Linked DNA regions of Mus musculus: region 1 is linked to region 2. Evidence: chromatin contacts called from public targeted proximity ligation data. All regions are on one chromosome and are shown on one strand. The core of a region is the stretch at or near the end of the contact, and the rest is flanking DNA. Distances in the headings are between cores, read along the strand shown. Region 1 has its middle 11 kb from the start of Ermp1. Region 2 overlaps Pdcd1lg2 (programmed cell death 1 ligand 2).

Region 1 (5,761 bases), core at 866-3,365, 190 kb before region 2:
ATTTCTCAGAAAGGTTGAATTGGGTCTCTCAGGCGAGGAAGAATTGGACTCCTTACCCACTCATATCTGAGTCAAAGCCGAAAGCTGAGCTGAAGACTCAGGAGATCCTAGCAGTCAGCTCTGGAACTTACTCTATCTGTGTTTTTAAGATGGGGTGTCCAACTTTGTAACAATTTTCCTTGAGGCTGGAATGGGCATGAAGCTTTGGCTCTGGTCTGCCTCTCGGCCATGGTTTACAGTTCACCCTCTGGATTAAGCCTATGGCTGTAGGATTAGCCCCTGGTAGGCAAGAACCTTAGCTTCCATAGCTGCTTCTGTTAGGTCTTGTGGAGTGCCTATGTCCAGAAAAGACAGTTTTGGCCCACCTCAGACTAGACTGTAGAATGATTTCCGGCCACTAGGTAAACGTCGGTTTTCCCTCAGGAACTTGTGAAACCACTTCCCATCCAGTTGGCTTCCCTTGTCTCTGGCAGAAGGGGCAAACAGTTCTCTATTAACATGCACCTGAGGTTGTGGGTAGGATGGGGTGTGGGCTGTGGGGACAAGGACTGGGGTGAACTGCAACCCAGAGAACAACCTAAATCAGCCATAGTTGGTTATCCGAGCTGAATCTTGTGTTTTCCCAACAAAGGGCTGAACTTGAGATACACATGTGAGAGTTTTGCTTTGCTAACGTTGCCCAACTCAGTTAAAAAAGAGATCCCTGTATGAGCCAAACACAACAGTTACAAACTGGAGCCCACTCACAGGCTGCCTGCCACAGCTCCAGCGCCCTAACCTCTAAGCCCTGAAGGATATACTTGCTAACCATAAATTTTTTTTCTGCCTGAGAATCAAGTTATAAACTGGATTCTTATCTCTAGAGTGGGAAGAAAGTGAACCGATAAGACAGCCATTCATTTTCTGTGTAAGGGGCATGCATAATTGTGTCAAAAGTTTCCCTTCTCTTGTCTCCAGGACTACTCTATTTCACACTAAGAGTGAGTGAGTGGGAAGAGTCTGACATTTGTTCCATTGCCTGGCTCCGAGTTTGTAGCAGCAAAAAATGCTTTGAAATAGTTTTTCCCCCTCACCCATCTGGTTATACATACAGGGAACACACTGGGATGCTCAGCCCTAACACACTCGCACACACGTGCACACACACACACTCATACACACACATACACACACTCACACACACACACACACTCATACACACACATATACACCCTCATACACACACTCATACACACACACTCATACACACACATATACACACTCATACACACACACACACACACACACACACAAACACACACCAACACACACACACACACACACACACACACACACACACACACACACACACACACACACACACACACACACACACACTCATACACACACATACACACACTCACACACACACACACACTCATACACACACATATACACCCTCATACACACACTCATACACACACACTCATACACACACATATACACACTCATACACACACACATACACACACACACTCATACACACTCTTACACACACACACACACACACACACACACACCTAGATTTTAGGGCAGAGAGAAGTAGATGAATTTATTCCTGCTGGCTTCTATCTAATCACCAGAAGTCCTTCTAGAGTCTAGCTTAAGCTGAGCCTAGACTCAATTTTGGATCAAATCAGTAGGTCTACCCTTTGAGGGGGTGGGATGGAATATCCCTTGGATCTGACAATGCTCTGTTCTGCTTCCTAAACAAAGCACAATTTCTTTGCCAATGGGACTGCACTTTAGGATGGCAATAAAAACAGACGTCCATTTATCATTCAGGCTTTTGCCTCTAACTCTCTAAACTTGGTGTCCCAGACTCACAGGAGTCCCACAACAATTACTCTGACACATAGTGAAGATATCCTGGGGTCTGGGAAGACAATGGTTCTAAAAACTGTATGCTGTTATAGGTGTGTTCCAATTCCTCTATAATCCCAGCATGCACAAGGAGTCTAAGGCAGAATGGTGGATTATTCAAGGCCAAGTGGGGCTACATAGAGAGATCCTGCCTCAGAACGAAAGACAAACAACCACAGCCTTTTAGGCTATGAATAAGCCACTTCCTTTGTTTTCTCTGAAGAATCAACTTCTGGGGCTGCAAAGGTGACTCAGAGAACCGCTGCTCTCGAGGTCCACAAGGCAGCTGTTTGTAATTTCAGTCCTAGGGCTTCCAGTGCTATCTTCTGGCCTCCTCAGGCACGAAGGCATACACACAGTGCTCAGACATACGTGCAGTCAAAACACCCATACACATAGAGTGAAATGAAATAAAAAGAATCGACATCTCTGCTGAAGAGCTGCTGGTTTTCCTTAAAGAGCGGAGATCGGATATTCTAACAGTACTTGGAGCTACTGGAATAGGAAGTACAAGGGGCCTGCGTATATAGCAGAGGTAGTTTTACTGGGACCGAACTTGGGCAGGCATCTGTCTCTGGAGCTAAGAAATCTTAAAATCCCATTTCCCAAAGCCATTCCTGAATCATATGTAGCACATACATTTTGTTTGTTTTTGTTTAGGGAAGGGCCTTCTATAGCCCAGCCTGACCTTGAGCTCACTGGCAAGATGAGCCTGACCTTCAGTTTCTTACCCTCTTCCCTCTTCCTCCAGAACTCTAGGATTATAGAGAGTGCACCCAGGCCAGTTTTATGCGGTTCTGGGGATCAAATCCAGGGCTTTCTACCTGCTAGGCAAGTATACTACCACTGTGTTATTGATTATTAGTATTGAGATATTTTATGTATAACCTATATTATTAATATCTAGATATCTAGTTATTAAAAATATCTAGCTATTTCTATATCCAGATTGTTCTGTTCTGTTTTTTTTTAAACATTTAATGAAGTGGGAAGTAGAGGCTACCTTGTGGGAGTTGGCTCTCTCTTACCACGTGGGTGCCAGGGACTGAAGTCAGGCCTTCATGCTTAGTGGTGAGTATTTCACTCCCTGAAACTGTGGGTTGGGGTGGAAGCCAAGAGAACTCACTTCAGAGACAGAAGCTTAAAAATGAAAGCTTTGTTCTCTGCAGGATCAGGGGGAGGCCAGTTCGGGATCTGAACCAGGGTCCCCGAAGGGCCCGAAGGGACACTGAATAACCTTTATATAGGATGGGTACACAAAGCAAGGAGATTGGGGTGGGCTGTTGCATTGGCCAATCATACTTTGACACAAGGGGATAAGCAAGGCAGTTAACTTTGATGGCTGGGCCTTATCCAGGACGCATCAGGGTCGTTGATTCAGTCTTTCCAGCCAGGTCCCCTCCTGGACTCTGGCGTGGAATCTAGGGTGATAAGGGAACAATGGAACAGACAAGCTGCATACGGTCAACTAAGTCAAGACAGGCAACACATTTACTACTTGTGTCCCTTAGTTTAGATAATGGGATACGGCAACTTCCCTCTTTCTATCCTTTACTGATGAGCAGACAAACATGAAGCACCTGAAGAAGCCAGACAGGCGTTGGTTCCGGGGCCTGGGAACAGGAACTCTGCCAGTAGGATGGAAGTTGTTCCTGAGATGGCTGGACTCGAAACTGTCTCCTAACAAAACAAATGTCATACCAAGGCCTAGATCTCCCATATTTCTCTCTTTGAAGGTGAAATCTACCTCACACACAATTAACCATGTTAAAAGTGGTGATTTAGAACATTTCCATATCCTTCAAGCCCGGCACATCCATCTGGTTCCAAAAACATTTTGTCACTAGAAAAAAATCCCTCATAAATGTTAAGCAGCCATTTCTATCTTCTCCACTTGCCTCTGTACCTCTGTGTTCTGCCTCCATGAGTTTTCTCCTCTCTGGGTGCCTCAGGTGACTGAAGACAGTGGGGCTCTGGCTGGTTTCTCTAGCATCCTCTTTTTAAGGCTTAAAGCCACAAGAGCAGGTGCTCATACTTCAGTCTAAAGATGGAATTTTATTGTGAATAAGGTTTTGTCTTGTTATCTGTTTGAAACTGGGTTTCTCTGTGTAGTCCTGGCTGTCCTAGAACTTACTCTGTAGACCAGACTGGCCTTGAACTCAGAGCTCTACCTGCCTCTGCCCTGGGATTAAAGGTGTGCTCCAAGCCACCACTCCTTTGAATACCTTTTTTTTTTTTTTTTAATTGAAGAAATTGGGAATTTATTCTTGGTACTTCTGGATTTTTGCTTATCGATTATTAATGTAATAAAGGAACTGAGGCTTGAGGAAAAGAGGTTTTATCTTTATAAGGCTTATCACCCAAGGGGGTAGTAATGTAGAGGTGAGTGCTTGTGGAACTGTGAGTGTGTTGGTAAGATTAAACAAGGTTATTAGAAATATTTAATAAGATACACATACAGCTCTTCCCGTCCTAAGTTGCCTTTCCACAGAGGCAAACTAGGTTGCTGTAAAAAAGACATAGTCATGCTTTTTGTTTGTTTCTTTTTTTAATGTGTATGGATAGTTTGTCTGCATGCATGTTTGTGTGCTGTGCTTATGCTTGGAAAGGAGGAGGCCAGAACACGATGTCAGATCCTTTGGATCTGGGATTACAAGCAGTTGTAAGTAGCCCAATATGGGTGCTGGGAATAGAACTCGAATCCTCTGGAGGAGCCTCAGGTACTCTTAACCCCTGGGCCCTCTGTCTGGACGCCTAGCCTTTCATCCACCTAGCCAACTACAAAGGGATAACTGGACGATGTGAAAGACATTCTCTTCCCATTTTCACAATCTCATGCAGATGAAGGTCCACCCCCTAAGTAAATCCTGTAAGTTAAACCTGTAAACTCAAGGGTCTGTAACTTTCTGGAATGCTGGGAGTTGTAGTTCTTGGAAAATAACAAAGCCTCCTGGGAAAATATGGTTGCTTGTAAACCCTTTCAGAATGTGTATTGAGGCCACTCAGCTGGGAATTGCATGTAGTGGTCCTGACTGAAGCCCATCCTGGTCAGTCAGTATTTAATGAAAAGCTTGTTTCAAAACGGACTCAGATGGTAGAACTGGTTTTTCCTCTGTGAATCTCAGGCTTAACACCTCCCCCAGAAGAGTACCAATAGATATATTGAACTTTGGCCGTGAATGTGGTCAAGGGTCTTAGAAAAATCCTATTAGCTTTAATTCTCATGTGGGGGGAAATGACACAGCACACAGCCTGGGGAGGTAATTAATTCAGAGAAGTTCCACAGCTTAGTGGGATAGCAAGGAATGCAAGGAAGGAATGCAGTTTACGCAACTGTTTTGCACATGTGTGGCAAGGTGCTCCAAGTTCTCTAGGGTTGGAGGGTGGGCAGAAAGGAAGATGTTCAGCAAGCTCAAGGCGGGCCACCTGGTTCCAGCACAGTCGGTCTCTACACACTCTCAGACATGTGGCCTGGTCCTGGAAGACCCTGAGGACATCACGGCTGACCATTTTAGTTTAAGCAAGTGGCACAGCCTGCAGCCTCCCACCCGCCCCGGAGTCTGATGCAGTGTGTGAGGCACAGGATGCTACCAGGTTGTTCTCTCGTTTCTGATTTCTCTGGTGTCTCTGGGAGAGACCGGCGATACTTTCATGCAAGATCTGTTGCTGTCGCCTTCTTCTTGGAAACATTTTGGAAATGCAGCAGCTGCAGAGGCTATTTTGGGTCCAGCAAGGATCCAGAGAAGGTCATTATCACTTACAGGCCAAGTGAGATTTGTCCAGGACAGATTTTGTGAGATTACGGGGAACCTGGTATTTTGGGCAAGCACTTGTAGATGAGCTGAGCTCTGGCAAGTGC
Region 2 (5,590 bases), core at 2,062-4,561:
TTCTCTCCAGCACTACTTTAGGACCCCTACCCAACACCCACCCTATGGACCCCAGACAGCTATACTATAATGAAACACTTCATAGGGTGTCAGATGCCCTGGAGCAGGAGTTACAGGCAGCAGTGAGAGAGACAATGGGAACTGAACTTAGGTCCTCTGCAAGAGCTGCAAACCCTCTTAACCACAGAGCTCTCTCCAGGCCCTTTACTTCTGTTTTTAAAGGCTTTGGCAGTTCCAACAAGCTGGCCTACTCTATGCTCTCAGCCAAGTGCATGGCCAAGATGGCTGCTCCCTCATCTCTTGGTTCATTTGTCATATCTACTTGGATAGGCTACAGGGCCCACAATCTTATCAAATGCTAGTCTTGATGTTGCCATGCGCTTTACAGTTATAATTAATGTGTTGTATCAGCTAAATTCTACATAGCTTATATGCCAATATAGCTTCCTTCTAATCAGGTGAGACCTTGAGAACAAATTCCTAGAGATGAAGAAACCCTGCCTGGAGAATGTGATATGGAAACTCTGCCTCTGTTTCGACCTGCTGGCCTACTGCACAAAGGTCAGCCTCACTCTCCCCACAGTCATGGGCACTGACCCTTTAAAATGAATCTACCTGTCTCTTTCCCTCTGCTGCTTTCCCCTCCCCCACTCCAGGCTCTGTTTCTCTGGAGAGACCCTGGCCCCAGGACAACAGGTACCAGGTTTCCCAGCTATCTCATTTCTCTGCCAGTTACTTCACTGTCAGAATGTCAGATAAGGAGGCCTGAGACATTTCTGATTATATGGTTAAATGTCTGTTACAAAATACTCATGATCAAAAAAAAAAAAAAAAAAAAGTAAATAAAAGAAAAATAATTAAAAAACAAAAAACCAAAATACTCATGATCATGTTGACTCAACAAAGACGTTCTAATACCGCAGAGCACGTGGGCATGCGAGAGGATGAGACATTCAGGAGATTATGTGTTCTTGGTGTTCTCAAATATGTCTCTACCCTAAATGATCCATGCCTCGGGCCTCGCTGTTAGCGGTTTGTTTACTTCTAGCCATGAAGCTATAAATAGGTCCCCAGTGTGTGAGTTGGCTAATCTGGTAATTTTTTATCTAGCATTTAATAACTAGCAGACATTCCATAAACACCTCCATGTCTGTCTTCTTGCCAGTGGAGAGTTAGAGTTGAGCTGGCAGGTTGCCCAAGCCCTGTCTGGTCACCTCAGGCCTCCTCCCCTCCTTTCATCACATGCTTGCTTGCTGGAGACCAGAGTTTGTCACCTCTGCTCTCAGGCCCCTCCCACGTCTTCCCTGTCCTGAGTACTTGAAGGAGTCCCACTGAAGAAAGACACTGAGCCTATCGGACCTACACAAGCAGGTGCCTCCGGGTCAAGGATATCATTTTATAGGAATTGGGATTTTCGTTTCTGAAGAAATGGGTATTTTAATCAGGCTCGCCAAGGCGGATGAGAAAATTTGCTGGGTCAAGAAAATCTAATTGCTGATTCAGAGCTCAGTTGTAATCAGACCTCAGTGTGGAACTTCCCGAGTTTGTCCCATGGCTCTGTACCCAGGCTGTGGGCCTACAGTAATTGCTTTCAGATCAATTGCTGGTAGGCGTGGGAAAAAGTCTGAGAGCCCATGTTCATTCTTTTCCATCGAATTTTGTACTGAGGATTGCTATCTCTTACGGATGAGACAAAGGCTTCCTGGGGTTGTTTTTGATGTGTTTATAAAAAGATAAGGAGAGGGGGGATATGTTCTATGGAGATGTAGTCAGGTATGGGGGAAAGCAGTGCCTCTGAGGGCCCATGCTGAGGCATCCCTTCCCCCTGAGGGACCAGCCACAGGACAGTATAGTATAAAATAGAGTTTATTTGGGGCATGGTCAGGGGAGTTAAGAGGGTAGTAGAGGCTGGGCGTGGTGGCGCACACTTTTAATCCCAGCACATGGGAGGCAGAGGCAGGCAGATTTCTGAGTTCGAGGCCAACCTGGTCTACAAAGTGAGTTCCAGGACAGCCAAGGGTATACAGAGAAACCCTGTCTCAAAAAACAAAACAAAAATAAAACAAAACAAAAAACAAAAAAAAAAGAGGGTAGTAGAGTCAGAGAAAGGCAGAGAGAGAGAGAGAGAGAGAGAGAGAGAGAGAGAGAGAGAGAGAGGAGGCTGGTCATGAGCATGTGGAGGGAGAGGGGGAGGGGGGAGAAGTGACAAGAGGACAGAGCAAGATCAAGAGAGTAAGAGTAAGAGAGGAGCAACAGAGAGAGGAGAGGGCAAGAAGCCCCTTTTATAGTGGATCAGGCCTACCTAGCTGTTGCCAGGTAACTGTGGAGAGGAGCTTAGACAGAACACTAACAGTTTTCATAACTGGTGGGTTTGGAATTGTGGTGCTATACACAGCAGCTTGAACATGCCAAGCTTCTGACACAGAGGTATTTCAAAGTCTTCTGATTGCTCTATATCATTTTGGTCAACTCAAGTGCCACATCACATGAGTGCTAAACCATAAAAGAAGGGGATCTTACCAAGAAAGGTAAACATTCCATTTGTCCCACATAACTCACGTGTGGCCATTCCCCTGCAAGCTTTATACCAGGCAAGGAAAAAATGATCAGGGTGAGGCAAGAGGAAAACCTGGTTCAGGCTGATTTGATTGTAGCGGGTGATGAACCAGGATTTCTAGAGTCTGTCCCAGATCATTTTACTTTAGCCATATTTAAGCACAGCACAATTTAAAAAAAAAAAGTATTCAGAGAACAATGAACTCAGTCCCGAGTATATAATAATTTAAGCCATGCTTACACTGAGATTCTTTACAAAACACATCTGGCTTCTTTCACAGGAATAGGTACTGTTGACTCAGAGACAGTGCCCGAGATTTAGGGTCTAGGTAAGAATGGCCGAGGTAAACATAAGGCCTGTGGGTGTCAGCATTGGCCTGGCCCTAAGATAGCACAGGTGACATCCCACATGAGGATGGGTTTTGTGGTCTAAAAGTCATTACTCAAGGTTTGAAGGGGGAGGGTATTGTCTGGAAGAAATGAAGTCTGGGAGATACGAGCAGAGCCTGTCTCATCAGACAGCAAGGGATCGCCAGGTTATAAAACTCCATCATTCCTGGCGTTCCAGGAAGAGCATCTATCTGCACACCTCATTCCATCGAAGAGGCAAGCCGTGTGTTTACCTTTCCTGGCTTCTTCAGTGCTTATCTGTGTGCACAAGGCCTTTCTTCGCTCTACACCCAAGCCTATGCGGGTCCCAGAAGCCCTGATTTGAAGCCCTACGCCTTCCACTCAACCAGCCTGCAGGAGTGTGGAACCCTCCCTTCTGACAACCACAGCACATCCTGTCTCTTGCGCTGGTTCTAGCTGTGAGCCTGCCAACGCCATCAAAAGACGTCATTGCTCCTGCTTCATTGCTGACAGCTCATAGTCCCATAATGTATTCCTGGTTTTTTTTTTTTTTACATAATTTAAAAATTTTGTTCTTTTCTTATATATTACACCCAACCACCGTTTACCCTTCCTCTTTCCCTCATTTCCTTTCCCCACTCCATCCCCCAATCCACCCTTCCTCCATTTCCCTTCAGAAAAGGGTAGGCCTCTAAGGGTTATTAACCAAACATGACATATCAATTTGCAATAAGACCGGGAACCTCCCCATCTATTAGGGCTGGACTGGCAACCCAGTAGGAGGAAAAGGGTCCCAAAAGCCGGCAAAAGAGTCAGAGACAGCCCCCATTCTCACTGTTAGGAGTCTCACGAGAAGATCAAGCTACACAACCATAACATATATGCAGAGGGCCGAAGCCAGACCCACGCAGGCCCCCTGGTTGTCAGTTCAGGCTCTGTGACCTTCTATGAGCCCTGGTTAGTGGATTCTGTAGTTTTCTTGCGGTGTCCTTGACCCCTCTGGCTCCTGCAGTCCTCCCTCCCTGCTTTCTGTGCTTAGTGGATTCTGTGGTTTTCTTGCGGTGTCCTTGACCCCTCTGGCTCCTGCAGTCCTCCCTCCCTGCTTTCTGGAGGATTCCCTGAATGCTCCCTAGTGTCTGGCTGTGGGTCTTTGCATCTGTTCCCATCAGTTGTTGCATGAAACCCCTCTGATGACTTTAGTATGGAATATTTAAAAACCTCCAACTTATCAAATGGGGCATTTAGAAAGAATTTTTTTTTAATCAGAATTTTGTTTTGGCTTTGTAATGAATAGTTTTTTTAAAAAAAAATTATTGATTTGTGTGTGTGTGTGTGTGTGTGTGTGTGTGTGTGTGTGTGAATCATGTACTCCAACCCCATTCATCTTCCTGTCCCTTAGTATCTACCTCTGCTCTTGCAACCTTTACCCCAGAATAAAATAAACTAGAATAAAGTAAAATACCAAAAAAAAAAAAAAAAAAAACCAAAATAAAACCCTTGCTGTGGAAGCTATAGTGTGTCATAGTGTGTCTGTCCCACAGTCCCACAGAACTCCCTTTGGTCCACTCTATTTACTTGCAAATGAACATTGCCATGAGACTTTGGTCTGGTTCATGGCTTCTGGCTCCTGCTGGACCCTTACAGGGACTCCTTTGGACAGCCTGTTGTTGCCCTGTGTCATGGAGACCCTGCAGCTTTAGATTTGTAGGAGCATCCCTACAGTTCCAGCAGTTCAGAGTTGAGGTCAAGCCAATTCAAAACCCTACATCTGAGCCTGGGTGGTAGATGAGTTGGTCAGCCTCTCTGCTCTCCTGTACACTCACCACCAGGGCAAGCTCTCTAACACTTCCTGGCTAGCTCACCCAATCTACAGCAGGCAAGGTGCAGGGCCAGCTCTTTTGCAGGGGCCCAGCTCTACTCTGCTACCCAGGCAAGGTGCAGGACACCCTCTCTGGGTACTGTAGCCAGTGAGAAGTAGGGTCAGCTCTCCTGCTCTCATGATTTGGGGGCCAGCCCTTCCACCTGAAGTAGTTGGTGAGGGGCAAGGGGGCATTTCTCTTTTACCCATGCTGCCCCATGTCAGACAAGTGATGGGGCCAGTATGCCTGCTCCCCTATCACCAGGATAATCTCTATTCTGCTGCCCAGATGAGGCACATGGCCTACTCTCCTACCTGGGGGCTGCAGCTGGTGAGGGGCAGGACCATCTCCTGCCCTCCTGCCACCATGGTCAGCTCTTCTGAACCCACGGCACCAGAGCCGTCTCTCGCACACTGCCTACGTAAGGGATGGTATGGTTGCCAGCTCAGCATAGTGCTTGAACATCAACGTGGCCTCAGGCAGCCCAGACCAGGGTCGTCTGCATGGCCTTTTATTGTAGTCTCCCCCAGCCTGAACCTGAAGCAGGCTGGTACAGACCTTGTCACCACTGAGGTGGGGCCACCTGCGGTGCAGCTTTCTGACTTGACTGTCTTCTTTTGAAGTGTCAACTGCCCTGAGATTCTGCTACCTATCTTCCTGAGACATTCCTGAATAAGCAACCAAGTGCTGACAGCATGGCGACATGGCGACAAAGCACCAAGGATGCAAGGATGGACTGGGGGGGTGGGGCGCGGGGGAGGACATGGGCCTTCCCCCTTATAAGCACACTCTCTTAGTAAACTCACGAGCCTTGATCAGAGAAA

What was found.
Region 1: a contact with region 2 is called in a targeted proximity ligation map of pancreatic cancer cells.

What each region holds. Positions count from the first base shown.
Region 1 is chr19:29,656,280-29,662,040 of GRCm38.p6, reverse strand. No RefSeq gene overlaps it. Among named protein-coding and RNA genes, the nearest start is that of Ermp1, 11 kb to the right of the region's middle.
Region 2 is chr19:29,464,747-29,470,336 of GRCm38.p6, reverse strand. All of the region lies in intron 5 of Pdcd1lg2 (programmed cell death 1 ligand 2), which reads right to left. Among named protein-coding and RNA genes, the nearest start is that of A930007I19Rik, 54 kb to the left of the region's middle.